Regions from separate parts of the Mus musculus genome. Here region 2 is linked to region 1. A link is a contact called in public promoter capture Hi-C data. All regions are on one chromosome and are shown on one strand. The core of a region is the stretch at or near the end of the contact, and the rest is flanking DNA. Distances in the headings are between cores, read along the strand shown.

The links. Promoter capture Hi-C pulls out the DNA fragments that hold promoters and counts their contacts.
Region 2: a promoter capture Hi-C map of pre-B cells shows a contact between it and region 1, with 8 times the contacts expected there. The contact joins the promoter of Paqr5 here to the promoter of 1700036A12Rik in region 1. A contact is called at or near these places in 1 of 39 promoter capture datasets (pre-B cells) and 1 of 115 datasets of contacts at active chromatin or transcription factors (large pre-B cells).

What each region holds. Positions count from the first base shown.
Region 1 is chr9:60,765,478-60,772,121 of GRCm38.p6, forward strand. It overlaps 1700036A12Rik (a long non-coding RNA gene), which reads left to right and starts at 2,432. Exons shown (of 2, transcript XR_001779187.1): 1 at 2,432-3,267; 2 at 3,371-4,799.
Region 2 is chr9:62,023,753-62,030,396 of GRCm38.p6, forward strand. Paqr5 (progestin and adipoQ receptor family member V) reads right to left here and starts at 3,038. Exons shown (of 8, transcript NM_028748.2): 1 at 2,935-3,038.

The DNA of each region.
Region 1 (6,644 bases), core at 1,182-3,681:
CTCATGTCCTTATCAGATCACCCTGCTAGCCTTTTGTAGCTGGACAGGATGCAACAGACAGGGAAGCTGAGGCTCAGAGTAGGGACTTACTTCCTCAGTGAGTGACAAGGTAGGAAGCAGAGCTCTGACTTTCTGATTCCAGGGCCTGGCTCACCACGAATAGGAGGAATGCATGCTACCCAGGGCTAGAAGGGCTGCCTCCAAGCTCTTCCTGAGTTTTCTTCTTCCCACCTTGTAGTTTCACTGACAGCCACCTTTAACCTTGCTTTCCTGAGTTTCCACATGCATGAGGAAACATCAAACACCTCTAGGAGAAGATTCTCAGCCCATTCTCCACAGGCTCTTTGCAGGGTCAGCTTCTATCCTGTGAATGAACCAGCCAGGTTCTCTGAGCTGGAAGAGAGAGGGTCAGTATCACTCAAAGAAAATGTGGTACAGCAGAGAAGTCCAAAGCACCATCAAGGGCCAGTTTGGATGGAGTGAGCCATTAAACCAGGAAAGACTGCTATCTGTGGAAGTCCAGGCCCTTGTGCTGGTAGTGGGAGGCAACAGATCTGTTAGCTTGTTTGTTTATTTTATATGAGTATATATTTGTGTGAGTATATATATTTGTGTGTGTGTGTGCATGTATGTGTGCGTGTACGCATGCGTGTGCCAGCAAACGTGCAAAGGGCAGAGGTCAGCACCAAGTATCTTCCTCAGTCTCTTTCTCCATTACTTTTTAAAATGGTATCCTGCCACGTCCCAGTGTCCCATTGTCCCAGTGACCCTTCTGTCTCCCCTCCCCCCCAGTACATTAGTGTGTGCCTTTATGTTTCCCATTTTAACAGCGTTGAAGACAAAGCTTGACTGGATGTCTCTTTAGAGAAATAACATGGGGTCAGTTGCTGGGAATCTGCTTATAAGATTCTGCAACGCTAAACACTGTGAAAAAAAATCACAAACAACTTCTCAGAACCACACCAGGAGAATCATATAGAATGAGAGACGGAGCAACAGAGAAGCCAGAGAAAGATGATGGTGGCTCTTCTTTAAGATTTAAAAGCTGGGACCAGAGAGGGAAAGCTACTTTCTCAAAACCCCACAGCCTATGGCTGGAAGAACTGCATGCCTGTGTCCTCACACTGAGGCCAGCTTTTTTCAGTTACATTATATTCCTTCTTGTTTTTTCTATACGACAACGCATTTCCCCATCAACCTGCTTCCTGCCCCAGCAACTCTTTGGCCAATCTGGGAACTCTCTTCTTGAGAAAGGTTATTAGCTTATAGATTTAGAGACTAGGTGTCTCAATTTGATTTTTTTACAGATTAATTTTATTTTTAATTACATGCATTGTATATGTCTCTGTGTGTGCACATGTGTGTACAAGGGCCCACAAGACCAGAAGATGGTGTCAGATCCCCTGGGGCAGGTGTTATAAGCTTTCATGATCCATAAAACAGGCAATCAAACTCTGGTCCTCTGCAAGAGCAGTGAGTGCTCTTAACTGCTGGGTCACCTCTCCAGACCCCAGATGTCTCAACTTAAATTGAGCTGCTAAGGTGGTGTTAGAGGAATGCCCAATTGCCTTCTAATAAATATGATAACTTGTGCTTCCTTCTAAGGCTGTGTTGGAAACCCCGACTCTCCACCAAAATACCCTAAAAACAGAGATGTTAGGAGAAAGGTGGTCTTGTGAAACAGTGGATCTGGAAAGTCCCATAAACTTAGGACCCATAAACTTAGACCTCAGTGTACCTGAAGCCAGGAGGTGCAGGAAGGTCTGGCTGCATGTAAGTGAGCACTGGCCGGCGGAAGGTTCAGCACACATCCCGAGAGTGTCTCAGACCCAAGAGTGTCTCACCCAGCAGATGAGGGATTCCCGTCAAGAGCTTTCAATCGGAAGCTCCACACTTCCAAAAAGCTGAGTCGTCACCTTGGCTCCCTACCCCACCCCCCTCCCTGATGGGGTTTCTGGCTGTCACCGGGAGGTCCAGAGGCTCCTTTCTTACCATGGATGGTGCAGACACCACTGTACTTGTGTGGAGTCCACTCTCCGGGTCATCTCTCACCTCCTCCACCTCCACCTTTCAATGCTTCTGTCCTTCCTTAAGCTGGTCTTTGGATTGAGATTTCCTAAAGGGAGATGAAAGTGCTTCAGCCATTCTGAGCCTGGTTTGATCAGTTGAGGCTAGCTGGCCAGTGGACACCAGGCATCTGTCTGTCTCCACTTCGACGTTGATGGGACTACAAACACACACAACCATGTCTTACTTTGTGTGTGCTTCTGGGGATGGAACTTAGGTCCTCATGCTTGTGAGACACTCTGCTGACTGAGCCATCTCCCCGGCCACCAATAGAACATTCAGAGAAAAAATTGCCACACCCTGCCTACCGAAGATGGGATTCGTTATACCAATATATAGTATTTCAAGCGATGGGTAACTGGAAAGTTGGCCTGGTTTTGCTTGGAAAAGGTACATTTGTGTGTATTTTGTTAGATAGATAGATAGATAGATAGATAGATAGATAGATAGATAGATAGATGATAGAGTATTCTGATAATCTAACATGGTATTGGTCATGACTGTTTAAAGTGAGGCTGTGGGTATTTGAACATTTCTCCTTTTACTTGTATATATTTTCTTGAGTGAGTAATAGCACTTTTAAAAATAAAAAGCAACTTTTTATGTCTAACTTTTTAATCATCTTCATTCTAAACGGTCAATCCATACTGTCACGGAAAAGAAGCAATTTTACAAAACACATACTTTGAAAAAGAAGGGGACTGGCTGTGCCCATTAGAACTCAGCCAAGCTGAAGAACTCTGCAATGACAGTCCTCTGCAGGGCACCAGTGGCCTGGAGGAGAAAGCAGCCCTGTGGGCACAGCCGGAGAAGGAAGCTTCATCTCGGACATCATTTCAAAGGAATTCTTCTTTAAGCACAGCACCCACAGAAGAATCCTACAAAAACTCCATTTTCACTTAGTTCCGGCAGACAGATGACTGAGACCAGCCTGGGAAGAAACTCGCTGGGCGCCCAGCAAATGCGGTGGCTGCTGATGAGCTTGACCAGCTGGGAAGTGAGCTCTGCCCCATCACCTACCCTGGGGAGCTAGGCAGCAGCTGATTACATCCTCTGTCCCTTTCTTGAATTCCCACTGTGGACAGATCTCTGGGCTCAGTTCCCAGTGTGCTTTGTCTCTACTAGGTAAAAGCACCAAATATTCGTGTGTACTCGGAGGCCGCAGAGATGCAGTGTGACCCACGGCTGTGGATTAACACCGTATGTTGGTAACTACCTCTCCTGGGCAGTGGGGGGTAGATTCCACTCACGCGCCCCCTCTTTTTGAAAGTTGGGTTTCTCTTCTGTTTATCTTTCCTTTCAGGACACCCCGGAGCAGGAAACCCTCCTACTCTTCCATCCTCAGCCGTTTGTGTGGGCTTCCACGTTCTGTTGGCCGCCCCCTGGAAAATGCCTCGCTTGTGCTGTTATTTTTTCTTTTATGTTGAAGTCTCCTGGGGTCCGCTTGACTCTTGTAGTTGGTTAGAGTCCAAGTATAGACTCCTCTGCTTGTGACTAGAGGCAGGGCAGTAGGGTAAGGCTGGTGGGAATCAGGGAGAGGGGGCTTTTCCACATTTTAGAAGATAATATAATAACATGGTTGAGGTTGAGATAGAAATACTTCAGAGGAAGCGTGACTATGAGACAGAGGGAAGAAGACAGATCCCACCATCCCACCAACTGATGGCTGGTGGGAACTCTGCTCCCACCACCCGCACTGCTCACCCTAGCCCCAACACCAGACACCCTTCCAGACTGAGTAAGGCTAAGCCGCGGACTGGATCAAGGATTGGAACCTGCCTACCAGAAGAAAGTCAGAAAAGTGTCTATAAGGGCAAGATTGGGTTTCCTTTAACATGAGAGGGATATGGTGTGGGGCAGGGAATGCCACCCTGTCTCTTCCTAGGAGGTGCTCCTGTGAGCCTTCCCCCGGGCCCTGTCAATCATGCAACCTTATTTATCATACATCAGTCAGGTGCTGAGTCCAATGTGATAAGTGGAGAAACAGAGGCACAGACCAATTAGTTTGTCCAGCATCTCCTACTAGGAAGTAGAAGACTGCACAGCCCATGTGACTCATGCTTCGGGGCTTTTGCTCTTCAACTGGATGCCAGATGTTTGAGAAGATCAACGATTACCCAGGTGTTTCCTGGGTTTTGTTCCTGTTGCCTGCAAATGTTGTCTATGATCTGACTCTCCAGCAGCTGGGGTCTTCCAGCCTTGGGAGCAAACAGAGGACGCCCCAGTGTCTTGAGTGCGGTCACTTGCATACGTGGCTCCCACTCTCAGCTGAGTCCTGTGGAGGGTTCACAGGCAGAGCAGTCATGGAGATGAGTAGCCTCGCCTCCCAGGCCCAAGACCAACAGCAAAGCCACAGCTGGCTGAGGTGTTTGGAAGTAACGTTTCCCCTCAACTGCACAGCCCGGATTTAAGTTCTTGAGACTTCCTGAGAGGCCACCCTCTTGGAGCTTTAATCCTTCCCCCAGTGTCCTTCCTGCCACCTGTAGTCTAAACTTAGTGACAAGCATGCCTTCCCCAACCACTTTGGCAGGCCATCCTGCTGCTTTTGAGCAAGCATGTGCTCCTTCATCAGGGCCACCTTGAGAGAGAAAGCTCGAGTGGGAGCCAGTGACAATTATCTTCCTGTGGTTTTTTTTTAATTTTTCATTGATTCTATAAATAATACACAATTGGGAAACTGTACATGTCTGTCTATATCTATATGACAATAAATAACATCCTTACCCCTCGCACTAGAAGGCTTCAATGTTTTTATCCAGGCCTTTGTATATTTGTATATATTTGTATTTGAATACTCTTTTTTATTCTGACAGCAATAATAGCTTACTACCAATAAAAACTTTATCGGTTTTTACCCCCCAAAAAATATTAGATGAAAATGAACAAGAGTTATCTTAAAACTCAGAAGTAACAGTGAGCATTTTGCTAGGTTTCTTTTCAGTTGTTTTTTTTTTTTTCTATTTATTTCATGTCTACTTGGTTGACATCATGACAATTAATTCTTTCTCCCCCGTCTCTCCTCACTTATTTTGGGAATTAATCAGCCACCACATTTTGTTTCCAAACCATTTCTGCCATTTCCCAACACAATATTCCATCATTCCAGTGTACTGTAACTTGATCATTCCTTGGTTTTGGACAGTTAGATTAGAACGCCTGCATTTCCCACCCAACCCCCCCAAATTATGTAACTCGGTGGTGTTCATTCTTATCCTTTTAGACAGCATTTAGATCTACTTAAGATTGATGTCTGAGGCTGGGGATATAGGACTGATTATCTTGTAAAAAGCAATGGATATTTTTAATCACTATGACCTTTTATATAAGAATATTTTCCAAATAAAGCTTGAGACATTTTACTCGCCCTCCTCCTGGGGGTTTAAGGAGTGGGCAGGCAGCATTCTTGATGTGAGTGAACCCAAGTTCAAAGATAGAAAATAAATTGGGTTGACTGGAGAATTGTGGTCTAAAGGGAAAAGTCAGAAAGGAGGAGGGGGTGGGGTATGAGGCTCTGCCTCCTGTGGAGGAGGAGCCTCTTGGATGGGTTATGGGAATGACAGCCTGTTAGGGCTTTTCCCCAGATTTAGTGGGGAAGTCATTTCTTCCTCTGCGCCTTTTCCTGAGCAGCTGACTTCTATCCACTTCTCTGAGGATGCAAGACTGCGGCAGTTGTACCAGTAAGCCCTTGAGGTGGCCTGGGTCTCCTTAACCATGTCATCATCTGAGATATGTGAGCAGAGCAAAACCCCGTAGGAGCAGAGAACCTTCAGGATCCTGTACCTAAGTTCACAGCAAAGCCCCCAGAGATGAAGCAACTTGTCTAAGAAGTGACTCATAGGGAGTTTGTCTCTGCTTCTCCATTCTTGTGTGGTGATAAATAAAAATGGCTGAATTTAATTTGAAGGTTCAATCCCTTCAGACAGGAGTCTGTGTGCACGTGCCGTGTGCCCATACCCTTGCTAAGTGTCAAGGGTGGGGCTGTCACAAGGCTGCCGACTGTGCTTAGGCAACTGCAGTCATCTGGTACAGAAGGCTTCGGTTCCTGCTTCTCAGGTATGCGTTACCAGGGTGAACTCTTGTCTTTACTAATTTTCTGATGCTCTCAAAAGAAGTCAATCAACCAGAAGTCTCCACCTACATGGGCTCCAATTTGTCTGTGTGTGTGTGTGTGTGTGTGTAAAATGACACCTGATATATGTTACAAGACACCCAGGGTCCAAAGATTAGGAGCCAGAGGCCTTGTACATTTATTTTTATTTACAATGAAGCACAGGTTCCATGATGTTGCTTGAGTTGAAACTTAGGGCTTCAAATGAGACCTTTTCATTCAGTCATACTGAACCTTTCCTGAGAACAAGGATATACACTTACACACGTTTATATTTTTGGGAGAGTATTTTTTATACAAGTTTTATAGTATAGCCAAGCCTTGGCCTCCTGAGTATTGGGTCATGAGTCACCACTTCCAACCTGCTTCTGTGCCAGTGGACTGATCAATTAAGGACCATGCCTGGGCAGCAAGCACTAGCTAGGAGCAGTATGCAGCACTAGATCCCAGGGAGATAAGAGCTAGTGAA
Region 2 (6,644 bases), core at 1,788-4,287, 1.3 Mb after region 1:
AAACAGGCTGCGTACTTTTCCATCCACTGTGGTGGAAAGTCACTGAACTTGTAGGAGAAAGCCAACATACCAGGGAACAGAAAACCAGGTCTCCATCATGACTCCGCCCCCCCCCCCAGAGGGCACCAGAGAACTAGGGGGGTCTACAATGACCTCAGATATAGGAGAAGGTCCACCCTGACGCATTCCTTCTGGTGAAGCCTTAGTGACTCCCTGACTGTCTGTTCCCCCACCCCACCCCCCTGTAAGCCCAACAAGTCAGGAAATCACACATTCTTCAGGCTGGGCTTCAGCACTTTCTGCCCCAACGCCAAGGTCCAGCAGGTGCACTCCAGCTCTGACAATGAACAGAGCTGTCTGTGTGTGTGTGTGTGGGGGGGGGGGTCGTCAAAGGCAGGGCTGGGGCAAAAGCCAAAGCTCTCTGGGTCACCCAGAAAAACTGCTTTGTGTATGAGGGTGTGCATCTATCTCTCCCCCGCCTCCAGGATCTCCTGAATTCCTAGGGGAGCCTCTGAGCTCCCCACAACCTCTGCACACACTTCTCAGACTGGCTTGTTAGCTTAGCCCGGCTCATCTTAGCCTCTACCCCTCCTCCGGAAACTGGGCTTGCCCCTCCTAGGACCTTCCCAGAGGCCATCAGATCATGGAGCTGTCCATCTAGGTGACTCTTGAAGGCCCTGGCCTGAGTTCTGGGAGCCTTCCTTCCTCTCTCCTTTCCTGGTTCTATGGCTGGGTGTTCCTCTCCTTACATGGGAAGAAAGAAGGAGAGAGGGTCAAGGCTCTGCAGGTCTCATGAATTCTGGCAAGTTTTCTTCCTGTAGAGATTACTTTCCATCAGTGAATACTTCTTACAAAGCTACTGTGTGCATCTGGTGAGGTCTACTCTCTGAGGAATGCTAAGATGCGGCTACAGCTCAAGGGAGACATAAAGCTCACCTAGAGAAGCCCCCCCCCCCCACACGCACACACACACACACATACACACACGCGCGCGCACACATGCATACATGTCTCCTGTCGGGTGTGCTCTGCAGCATGCAGATGTCTTCAGAGCACCCACCTACTCATAAAACTTTATTTATCACTAGGGGAAACTAAGGCAAGAAAAGCAAATCCCTTCCCCCTCCCTGGCAACCCTGCAGGGTGGTAAGAATCCAGGAGAGGCAATAGTAATTAATGTTTTCAAATGAGACCCTTTGAGGAGTGAGGAGGAAGTCCACTAGGTGAGTGGAAGTCTCTCACCCTCCAGCTCAGGCGAGGGACAGGCTGTCCACTTCACCCAGCACCCTGCTCTTCCTTGGCTATACAAGAAGTAAGATGAATAATTATAGTTTTATATACTGGATTAAGAAAGAAGTTGCTCCAAGTAGGGGCAGAGTGTGAAGGCATCTGGGAGTGTGTCCACAGTTTTCTGGTGCTAGCTTTCAAACGTCCTTCCTGATCTTCCAGGGCAGAGTCCTGTCTACTGGAAAAAGAACTCACCCGTGTCTGGTTAACTCACGATGGTCTGGCTCTGTTTCTTCCCTGTGCCAAGTACTATGGATACAGAAGGGACCGCAGGTCCTGCCTCCCTCCTGCTGTCAGGGGAGCTTACCAAGGGGCTGGTAGGGGTTTGGCAGACTTTCCTAAGGGGATTTGGATTCTATTTGAAAGTGCCCTCACCTTGCACACTCCTGGACGTCAAGGGAGCAACTGGCTCCTGCCAGTCAAGGGCATAACCAGAAAAGGACCAGCAAAATGGCTCAGTGGGAGACTGTGCTTGCTACCAAGCCTGACAACCCAGTTCAATCCCCAGGCCCCACATGACCCCTGCAACTTGTCTTCTGATTTCCACATGTACCCCACTACCAAGCACAATAATAAAGAAATATAGTAATCTTTTAAAATGCAGAAGCCCCTGGTCTAAGAGACCATGGCTGAGGCCCACCACTGTGCTTGGGTCAAATGCTTTAACCTTTTGGAGTCACCTTTCTTTCTTCAGCTACCATCTGCTTGGTTTTTCCCCCCGCGGAAAAGTGAAATTGGGGTGTCCATGTCAGCCATGATGGCTGCTTTAGGATCCACCCAGTCTCCCCTCTCTTCTTTCTGGCTCTGGGGGAAGGCGCGGCTTTCTTCTTTCCACCAAGAATTTTGTGGGCTCCAGTGCTCTGCACCTGTAGGCTGCAGCCCACCCACCTCAGGGCATAGGCTCCTCAGTCTGGGTTTTGAGAGTGCTGGGATGGGCGTCAATAAGGACCCGGCCTGACCAAACAGAATGAGACAGGAAAAGGGAAGGGGAAGGGGAAGGGGAAGGGGAAGGGGAAGGGGAAGGGGAAGGGGAAAGGGAAGGGAAGGGAAGGAAAGGAAAGGAAAAAGGAGGGGAGGGAGGGGAGATGAGAGAAGAGAAGAAAAGAAAAAGGAAAGGAAAGGAAAAGAAAAAAGAAAAGAGAGGGGAAAAAACCCCAGCTTCCTGTGTCTGGTTACCCTCTTTATCAGGGCGCAGAGCTACCTCCTTGGGCACAAAACTGTACCACCTTACCCGCACACTATCTGACTGGTTCATAGCGTGCGTCTGGCGAGAGGAGGCGGGAAGTACACATATAAACATCGCTAAAGCTTAAGAATTACTGTCAAATTCCATCCCAGGACTTTTTTTTTTTTTTTTTTTTAAGGGATGGAGAGCCAGGATGGGGAGGGTGTCTGTTTCGTTGAATAATTAAGAGAAAAACTGGTACTTAGAAAGGCTGGGGAAAAGGCCTCCCCTCTTCACGTGGGCTCGGGGTGCGCGGGTGCAAATGTCTGCTTGGCAGTTGCCTGATGCACCACCGTCCAAGAGCAAACTTTCAAGATCCGTCTTCAAGTAGCACCCGGGCTCCGTGGCTCAGTGGCAGAGAATAGGAGCGTGAGGACGGGGACCCGTGGGGGACACTGGCCGGGAGTTCCGCCCTCGGTTACCTGAATTCTGAGGCTCACTGGCGTCCAGTGGATAGGGCGTAGAGACGCAGCAAGAGCAGATCCGAGACGGGCTACTCCTCCCAGGCCAGCGCGGGCCCCCAAGCGCCTGGGAACTGCACCTGGAGAACCCAGAGCGGCGCGCCCTCCTGTCGCGGGTCCCCGCCCAGGCTGTCCCGGCAGGGGCGGGGCAGGGCGGCCTCTGGGAGGAGCCGAGCGATGGGCTCTCCTCCCAGCTCCCTGGCCTCGCCAGGCCTCGTGCACCGAACCCTAGACCTCTTCTCCTTCAAAGCTTCCCGCGTCCCTTCAGCCTCAGGTGCCCCTTAGCTGAAATTTGAGGTACACAAGGTTCTCTTTCTCATCCTGTACTCTCTGGTAGGTACTCTACACTACTCCTACCCTTAGATCTGAGGTCTGGGAGCCCGTAGGCCACCTTGCAGCTCACTGAAGGATAGGAAAGCAACTGCCTGATCCCATGGTCCTCTCCTCTGCTGAGAGGCCCCCGGCTGATGATGGCCCCTGCCATCAGACCACCTAGAACAGTGGGTCCTTGGAAACCCTTGTCCGCAGGCTCGGTGTCTCTGGTCCTAGGTTCCCAGATTGGAAGATGTTAAGCATGGCCCTCTACCAGCTAGTGGACACAGAGAGAAGAGATGAAGGGACACAGAAGACAAAGAAACCCGGCTCTGGGAAGCTGGAAGCTGGTTCTTCCAGGTGCTGAAGAACAGCCCAAAGCCACTTCCTCCTTCTCCCACCCCACAGCAGGCAATCAATCTCCAGGATCAATCTGGAAGGCTCCAGTGAGCAGTGGGCAGACTCCGTGGTCCTCCCTGAAGTTGCCTCCCTTTTGCTCCCTGACCTGCCTTGCTGGCAGGTATGCACACCAGGAAGAATAGGAGACTGTCCCAGACTCTAGTCAACTCTGACCTTGAGCAAAGCTCTGGTCCCTTCTAGGTCTGTTTCTGAATGAAGTTAATGTGATGTGTTGGAACAAATCTCTCTCTCTCTCTCTCTCTCTCTCTCTCTCTCTCTGTCTCTGTCTGTCTGTCTGTCTGTCTGTCTCTCTCTCTGTCTTTCTCTCTCTCTCTCTCTCTCTCTCTCTCTCTCTCTGTGTGTGTGTGTGTGTGTGTGTGTGTGTGTGTGTGTGTGTGTGTTGGTTGGCCAGTGAGTCTCAGGGATTCACCTGTCTTTACTTCCCAGTGTTGGGATTACAAGCATAAATTACTAATTCTTGGTTTCTTTCATTCTCTCTCTCTCTCTCTCTCTCTCTCTCTCTCTCTCTCTCTCTCTTAATCTGTGTGTCTCTGTGCCTTGTGCCCACAGAAATAAAAACACAAAAAGGCGCTGGGTGTTGGATTCGCCTGGATTACAGGGTTGTGAGCCACTGATGTGGGTGCTGGGAACTAAATCCTCTGCAGGAGCAGCTCTCGATGGAGTCTTCTCTCTAGCTCCCCACCCCCTTCTAAACATGGACTGTGGAGATGGAACACTCTCTTCTTGTTTGAAAGGCAAGCACTTTACCAACTGAGCTGTCTCTCTAGCACTCCCAGATCTAATTGCTTAAGGGGAAAGTGTCTTAGCCACGTAGGCAGGCAGGCAGGCATCCTGTGCACACCAGAGTTTGACAAGTGGGTGGAAAATGGGTTCTCTGCTGAGCTCGGCCTTGAGTGAATCCACTAGATGGAGATGCAGATCTCTGCTTTGTCTTCCCAAGGTTATTGGCAAAGGCTTCCCTCCATCCATCCCCCACCTCCACCCCCCCCACCCCCACCCTGCCCAAGCAGGTATGGCAGTAACAGAACCACCAGCTCTGGGTGTCCTCTGATATCATCTTTTGATTGTGGCACTGGAATGGGCTTTGGAGGCAGATGAAAGCATGTAGCAACCTCTGGAAGGCCTCTTTGTACTCCCTACAGGAGCTGCAGAGCCCATCATGTGGGCATGCACCCCACTATCTGTAGCTGAGGAAAACAGAGATGCCCAATGCCCAATCAGAGTCCTGCCCAGTGCAGGCATGTCAGGAGAAGCAGGCTCCTAATTTCAGTGCATGTGTGGTCCTTGGTGATTAATTCATTATCATGTCATAATTTATGACAGCCTTGCAGATTAGTGCCATAGATAACCATGTCTGCTCTCAGGGAGTTCAGAGACTAGCTGAGTGATACAAACACCACATGCAGGGCTGGAGAGACAGATCCGCGGTTAAGAGCACTTGGTGCCCTTCAAGAGGACCTGGGCTTAGTTCCCAGCATCCACACCAGGCAGCTCACACTGCCTGTAACTCCAGTTCCAAGTGATCCAAGTTCACATGGTCCATCTCCGGATCCTCAGGCACACACACGTTATATCAGTGTGGCTAGCTAGCTAGACCTTTAAACACATGGAACAGAGAGACAGGGATGGTAAACACACAGGAAGCTCAGAGCAGGGGGAAGAGAAACGAGAGAGGACTGGCATAGACAGCACAGAGAAGAATTCTGACAGTACTGGGTTCAACTCACAGGGTCATATTGGGGAAGTAGAGACCGCGAGCCCAAGGTCACGTGGTCACAGTACATAAGTAGCAGAATTGAATGTAGACTCAGGTCCTCAGGACCAGGTGTTACTTTAGACATCCTGTGTAACCCAAGGAAATTCGGAGCCTGGGAAGTACGGGGTGCCAAGGAAATGCAGAAATACCGGGTGCCATGGAGTGGAGGAAAGGGAAAGCCAGGGATCAGCAGTGGGGAGGGCCTCAGCACTGAAATTAGTGGGGCAAGCAGCCAGGACAGTGGCAGGATCTGCAGGGAGGGAGTGGCTCGGAGCAGGAAAGCCAGGCTGACAACTGCAGATGTAGACGCATTTTAAGCCCTAGCTACCTCTGGAAGGTACTCCCTGCAGATGCTGCAGAACCCATAGTATGGGCATGCACCCCACTCCCAGCAGCCAAGGAAAACAGAGATGCCCAATGCCCATCCAGAGTCCTGCCCAGTGCAGGCATGTCAGGAGGAGAAGCAGCCTCCTAATTTCAGGGCACGTGGTCCTTGGGGGAACAGGAACACCAGATGCCCTTGGAGAGACATGGTCCCCCTAAATGCCCAACAAGTCTGCAGTCTGTCTGCCAAGAAGGTGTGGGGCAATGTGATCAGGGTGAGCTCCAAAAATTAGGCTATCTGCAGCCAAACAGCCGTGGGCAGGGTGCTTCTCTTCTCTGAGCCCTGGGGTCTACATTCCCGAAGCAGCAGGCAACCTCTTCCTTCCCAGGGTCATGGCATGGCTGCAGATCACACCTGGAAGCATTGTGCGAGCACAGAACATTGAGTAGATCTAAAACGTGTAGGGGCATTGTTTTTCCCCACCAGCCTCAGCCTTGGTTCGTGGAGGTGGCATGTCGGCCTGTGTGAGCAGAACTCACACTGCAGGGATCTGCAGCTGTCAGGGGTGGTCCAGAGATGGTGGGGAGGGTGGGGTCTGTCTCTCGATGACGTGTCTACAAACTAACTCAAAGGAACTGGCCCACTCCACATGACCTGGGGTCCACCATCTTGCCTTTCCTCAGGTATTTGATGTCTCCTCCTGGACTACTACCGCAGGAGGCCTGCCTTCAGGAGATTTGCTAGCTTCTTCTAGACTGGGACCAGACCATGACGCCTCTCTGTGTCTGTTCAAAACGCCTTGAATAGGCTATTGAGATGGCTCAATGAGTAAAGGAGCTTGCCAGGCAAGCCTGCTGT